2 separate regions of the Sus scrofa genome follow, and region 2 is linked to region 1. Evidence: chromatin contacts called from public Hi-C data. All regions are on one chromosome and are shown on one strand. Each heading gives the region's core, a stretch centred on a gene start, on an enhancer-like site or on the middle of the called end of the contact. The rest is flanking DNA. Distances are from core to core; before and after follow the strand shown. Region 1 holds the start of LRRC59 (leucine rich repeat containing 59). Region 2 holds the start of ANKRD40 (ankyrin repeat domain-containing protein 40).

Evidence for each region. Hi-C and Micro-C count contacts between places; a contact is called where the count stands out from the background.
Region 2: a contact with region 1 is called in a Hi-C map of embryonic fibroblasts, with 2.5 times the contacts expected there. The contact joins the promoter of ANKRD40 here to the promoter of LRRC59 in region 1. A contact is called at or near these places in 1 of 5 promoter capture datasets (liver), 1 of 47 Hi-C or Micro-C datasets (embryonic fibroblasts) and 1 of 2 datasets of contacts at active chromatin or transcription factors (alveolar macrophages).

Annotation. Positions count from the first base shown.
Region 1 is chr12:26,692,628-26,695,882 of Sscrofa11.1, reverse strand. LRRC59 (leucine rich repeat containing 59) reads left to right here and starts at 1,616. Exons shown (of 7, transcript NM_001244951.1): 1 at 1,616-1,927. The coding sequence starts at 1,823.
Region 2 is chr12:26,994,176-26,997,430 of Sscrofa11.1, reverse strand. It overlaps ANKRD40 (ankyrin repeat domain-containing protein 40), which reads left to right and starts at 1,671. Exons shown (of 5, transcript XM_003131571.5): 1 at 1,671-2,043. The coding sequence starts at 1,910.

The DNA of each region.
Region 1 (3,255 bases), core at 367-2,866:
ACTGAGCAAGGGCAGGGATTGAACCCGCAACCTCGTGGTTCCTAGTCGGATAAGTTAACCACTGAGCCACAGTGGGAACTCTCAACAGACTTTTGAATGAGCAGCTACCCTGGATCAGACACTGGGAATGCAAAGGCGAAACCCCTGCCATCACAACCCATTAGGAGGAAAGTCGCACAAAGGTAAGTATAACGGTGGATTAGGAGTGAAAGCTAGTATTGACTGGGTACTTACTAAGTGCCAGACACTGATGTAAGTTCTTCATGTATTTTACTAATTCAGTCCTCCTCAAACTCTATCAGCCGGGTACCATTATAATGCTTGTTTGTAGGTAATGTATGGTGACTGCTTAAGGATTCATAAACCCCAGGGAAGGTTTCCTGAAGGACTAGGAATTAGCTAGGTAGCAAAGGTAGGTCGGAAGGCAGGGCCATTCCAAGACCAGGGAAGGTGTGGATGCCACCTACTGGAAGTCTCTGAAGTATCCCTGGCTGGGGCCAGGGCTTGTCAGAAAGTTGCAGGAACACACAGGATTCAGTCTAGAAAAGAGAGTGGTCCATATCCTACAGACAGCTGGAGGTTTGAAGGGTTTTAAGCAAAGGAGAGACTTGGCTAGATTTTTAGAAATATCATGTGGGCAGCTGGGTGGAGGTGGATGAGAGGTAGAGACACTGTGAGTAGTAATCCAGGCGTAAGTTGCTGGTCCCAGGGCTTGGGGAGGTAAGGAGGAGGTGAGAGAGAGAGGCAAAGTTTTCCGGACGATGATGATGATTTGGGGATTGTTAGTTAAATAGGGGACAGAGCAATTTTGAAGGACATCTAGTTTCTGCTCCTAATCCAGAAGAATGGGGAAAATCTGGTGAGGTAAGTTTTGGATGTGAGCTCCTCCAGCCCCCAGCCTTTTTTTTTTTTTTTTGTCTTTTTGCTATTTCTTGGGCCGTTCCCGCGGCATATGGAGGTTCCCAGGCCAGGGGTCCAATCGGAGCTGTAGCTGCCGGCCTAGCCTAGGCCAGAGCCACAGCAATGCAGGATCCGAGCCGCGCCTGCAACCTACACCACAGCTCACCGCAACGCCGGATCGTTAACCCACTGAGCAAGGGCAGGAACCGAACCCGCAATCTCATGGTTCCTGGTCGGAACCACTGCGCCACGACGGGAACTCCAGCCCCCAGCCTTTTTGCCTTCTGGCGTTGCCTGAGGCTACTGCCAGCCGGCGCCCTTCCCGCCACCCGGATACCCAGCTGCTCAGGGGGCGGGCAACAGAAAGAGCCTGAACCAGGAGTTCCCATTCTGGCGCAGAGAAAACCAATCCGACTAGTATTCCTGAAGACACGGGTTCCAACCCGCTCAGCGGGTTGGGGATCTCGCGTTGCAGTGAGTTGTGGTGTAGGTCGCAGACACGGCTGGGATCCCGCGTTACTGTGGCTGTGGCATGGAGAACTTTCATATGCCGCGGATGCCCTAAAAAAAAAGAGCCTGAACCGGCGCCCTCGGCCGTGCCCGGGACAGCAGTGCGCCATCCTGTGCGCCAGAGGGCGCTCCCGAACATGCTCTGGCCGCTCTGGCCCAGCCTGTCTCAGTGGCCGCGGAAGGTGACGTGGACACGGAAGTGGTCGTCGTCGCGGCGGCACCGGTGGGAACGGGGTGCGGGGCTCAGAGTGCGGCCGGCGGGCGGACGGTCGGCGGTGATCTCGCACCTGCGGCGGCGGGGGACGTAGGCTTTGTCGGTTGAGTGCGCGTCCCCTCAGTCCACGAGCGGCTTCTCAGCCTTTCTCCTGCCCGTCGGAGCCCCGGGGCCGGGACCCGTTCAGCCGGCGTCACCATGACCAAGGCCGGTAGCAAGGGCGGGAACCTCCGCGACAAGCTTGACGGCAACGAGCTGGACCTGAGCCTCAGCGACCTGAATGAGGTCCCTGTCAAGGAGCTGGTCAGTACGGTCCCTCGAGGCCCAAGGCGCCGGTCCTCGACTGGCGCTGGCCCCTGGTGGGGGGGGGTCTCCTTCCTTCCCAAGCTTCAGTTTCCATGGCTTAAAACGAGGTGGGGGAAGTGGGACTAAGTCCTCGGGGAGGCCGCGTCCAGCCCCAGCGTTCTTCCTGGGATGTACACGTGTCACTTTGGCGCAGGTCCAGAAGATGGGAGGTTAGCTGCTGGTGTAGCCATGGGCTTTTTACGGGTCAGGAGTGAATCTTCGTGCATTTCAAGAGCTTTCAGGGAACTTCGCTCCGTGCCCGACCCAGAGTAGGCGCCCACGGAGAGATTGCTTGATGTTTTGGGAGAATGAATGAACAAATGAATGAGTGACTCGTCAGAGTAGGCCTCCGGGTAGACCTGGGTGTGGCTCAGAACCAGGCCTTTCTAGGAAGCGACCAATCCCAGCTGGCTGTCCCAGCCTTGAGGCGTCCTTCCTTGAGAGTGAAATGTCACTGCTTGGTTGGCAAGGTCTCTTCCCAACTCTGAAACTGGCGGGAATCTGCACCAGGGTGGCCCCCCCCCCCCCACTCCCACAACCAGGAAAACAGGCTGAGGCCCAAGGGACATTACCTGACTAGTTTGTTGCCAAAGTGAAGTTAATGTACATCCTTGCTTTGCCCACCTAGTTCCCCACCCTTATCCCCCACAGTAGCGTCGCTTTGGATGACCTGCACTTTCGTCACTGTCTCTAACTGATCATATTTGCTTTTGGCACTTGGCCCAGTCTTCCCTCCACCTTGGCTGTGTAGTATCCAGGTTAGAATGGGATTCCCAGTTCGTAGATCAGCTGTATTGCTTAATGGCTTAGTACCCTTGGCAGGCTAGTTAACCTTTGAGCCTAGATTATCCTCCTTTATAACACGGTGATAGTTGTTGCTATCTCATAGGGCTGTTGGGAGGACTAAATACAATTGTAATGTAAACTACTTGGCAGGTAGCAAATGCTCATACATGTAGGTATTACCAAGGTGTGCTTCCCATTGTAATAGCTCAAACTTTTTTAGGTCGTCAGATGTCATTCTTGGGACTTTCTGACATTTGGAAAGTGCAGAGTTGACCCAATATCCTTAACCGAATATTTGCCTTCTTCCTGGCCCCAGGAAGATGGCCAGCCATGTGTCAGCCTGGCCCTAGGACTGCCATCTGAAAGCACTTACTCCAGGCATCTGGTTGACACAACATCGCCCCCGGGAGACGGAAGGATTAGTTTTGCTGAGCTTCTCCAAGCTGAACCCCATGGGAAAACAGAGCTGGGATGTGAGGGCCTTATTTTACTTTGCACTC
Region 2 (3,255 bases), core at 422-2,921, 300 kb before region 1:
GCTCACGGTAACACCAGATCCTTAACCCACTGAGCAAGGCCAGGGATCGAACCTGCAACCTCAGTTCCTAGTCGGATTTGTTAACCACTGAGCCAGGGACGGGAACTCCAACTACCCGTCTTTTTGAACTGCTTTTTCACAAAGAGGCCACTATCTACTCCCATGTCACTCAAATTGTGCTAAAAGGCCCAGTTCCAGCACTATGCACGTCAGCTTCCAATGGAATATGATGCTGGATCTGAGAATTAAAATTTAAATTGGGAGCAAATAAAAAATGTCAGCTCAAGCAGAGTTCCAATTTACCATATGGTCGATTTCAGGGTGCAGGCAGTTTATATTCAGCACTACCTGGTGTGCACTATGTACTGTGTGAACGACTATCATAATAAACAAATAATAATGGTTTTTCTTAAACAGTAGCAAGAAAAATGCTTGCTGTGCAAACCCTGGGCTGCCCCCAAGGGAGGGAATTGAAAACTCCATGCCTAAATGTGTCACTTCCTATTTCGTCTCCTCTCTGATTTCAGTCCTTCCTCCTTTCCACCCCAGGTTTATTTCCTTAATCCTCCAGACCCCATCTGCAAGCTTCCATCCTGTGCCACATTGGAAGATCTCTCCCAGGCACCTGGGCTCAGCAAAGCCGTCCTTTTTTTTTCTCCTGCTGGGTAGTAAAGCAGTGCCAGCCCAGGCTCTGAGCCTCATTAAATTGATTAGGCAAAGAGTCAGGTAAAATGCTGTCTATACTTGCTCCGTGGCTCTGGCCAGCTCCGGATTATCAGGGAGGGGGATAACTCCAAAGCCTCTTTGGTGTTCTTCTTTTCTTTTTTTCCTTACATGGCTTTTGCGAAGGGTAATTAATTGTGATTACACGCAGTAATAAATTACAATGTATAGGCCTTGCGCACAATCTGTTTTTTTCCTGAAAGCCACGTTAGAAGAAATCTGTCTAAAATGAGATGTAAAACAACAGCAATTGAAATAATCGAAATAGGAGTTCCCGTCGTGGCGCAGTGGTTAGCGAATCCGACTAGGAATCATGAGGTTGCGGGTTCGATCCCTGGCCTTGCTTAGTGGGCCGATGATCCGGTGTTGTCGTGAGCTGTGGTGTAGGTTGCAGACGCGGCTCGGATCCCGAGTTGCTGTGGCTCTGGTGTAGGCCGGTGGCTACAGCTCTGATTCGACCCCTAGCCTGGGAACCTCCATATTCCGTGGGAGTGGCCCTAGAAAAGACAAAAAAAAAAAAAAAAAAAAAAGAAAGAATCGAAATAAAAGGTTCCAAGCACTGTCAAAGGAAGAAAAAACCGTGTAGTCTATTTCCGCAATAATGGGTGTATAATAGAAGGATCGGTTTCACCTCATTTTCCCATCCTGCTGGGCAAGAGTTGGCTCAGATAAGGAAAAAGAGCCAAACACACCAGTTATTTCTGATGCCCGGTAAACAGCCTGCGCCAGAGGAGAAGGCTTTCTGGCTCTCAAATAAGAGTTCTTCGCTTTACTTGTGTCTGTTCTCCTCCCTCCGAGCTGCGTGGTGGGGAGTTCTAAAAATAGTCGGTGAATCACCGCAGATAATACCGTGCAGCCGTTACATAAAGCGCCGGCCCGCGCGGGAGCCGGGGCCGAGGGTAGGAACGGAAAATATCTGGGTCACGGTTGTCACTCTGAATAAGTTCCCCCGGAGCCGGCCTGCGGGAGGCGCGGCCGGGAGGAGGCTTGGGCCCGCGGGCCGGGAACAGCAGGGGAACGGCGGGCGGCCCGCGGGAGGGAGCCGAGGCCCGGGTCGGGCGCGGGAGGCGGCGCGAGCGGGGCGGGCGAACTCCGCGCGGTCTCCCCATGGCGGGGAGCGGGCCGCCGCGGCGGCGACGCTGACCGGCCGGGGCGGGGCGGGGCGGGGGCCTGGGGCCGAGGGAAGATGAGCGCTCTGCTAGAGCAGAAGGAACAGCAGGAGAGGCTGCGGGAGGCCGCGGCCTTGGGGGACATTCGGGAGGTGCAGAAACTGGTGGAGAGCGGGGTGGATGTGAACTCCCAAAATGAGGTCAACGGCTGGTAAGTGGGGAGCGGGGGAGGCCTAGGGTCAGCGCTGACAGCCCGGGACGCGACCTCGGCCTAGCGCTGCCCCAGACGCCCGCTTAGGCGTGGCCGGGCGCTCCGGGCCTCCGAGGCTGTGCGCCCTGGAGGCCAGCCCTGGTCCCCCTGCTTCGGGTAGTCTTCGGCGCGTCGTGCCCAAGTCCCGGCCCACGTGGTCCTGCCCCGGCAGCGCCCACCCGAACCCTGGCGCCCCGCCGTTCCCCCCCCCACCCCCTGCCCCAAAACGTGGCTGGAACGGCGCTGGCTGCGAATTCTCACCCTAAGATGGAGCTCACCCCAGTTTGAATCCTCAATTTTCCTGAAGAACACATCTGTGCAGAGCAAAAAGCATAAAACAACTGAGCATATATGAATCTTATAAACTAACAATTTCTTTTCCCAAGACTAGGGAAAAAAAATCACTTGTATTCTTCGTGGGCTTCCCCTCTCACTACAGCAGTGATTTGCTGCTACCTCCAGCTGCCTGTTGCAGGAAGACTCATTCATTTATTCTATAGAGTGTTTTGTTTTGTTTTCTTAACAACAGTTTCAAATATGAGACTTTATCCAAGACTTTAGATGCCTGCCTGCCATGGAGTTCTTCCCAACTAATAAGAAGTCTCAGTTTAAGATGTGCTGGTGGTGAAATGTTTAGTATTAAGTTACAGAATGTGGTATTATTCTGCTCTCTTAACATCTAAATTTTAATTTTTTTACTTGGTCCAGGTAATGCTTAACCAGCCTATTTTGCTAGCTGAGAGTTAAAGTGAGTTTGCAAATGTTATTTACCTATCTGTCTATCTATTTATTTCTGGCTGCCCCTGCAGCATTAGGAAGTTCCCAGGGCAGAGATGGAACTGCGCCACAGCAGTAACCAGAGCAGTGACAACATCAGGTCCTTAACCTGATGAACCACCAGGGAACTCCACAAATGTTTTATTTTTTAAAGGGGAATCATACATTTTAAGACCAAAAGGGACGTGGGAGATGGGTTCAACCCCAGAGAATAACTTGCCCTAGGTCACACAACAATTTTAATAAAATAGCCAGGACCAGAATCACCATTTCCTAACTTCCTCACAAAGCCTACCTAACCTCCCTCCCTACCCTAAAGAAAATAGCCTGGGTGTCTGTCCGGAAAGCCAGGAGACAGTAGAAACTGCCTTTTTGTTTTGTTTAAAAGTGTTTGCA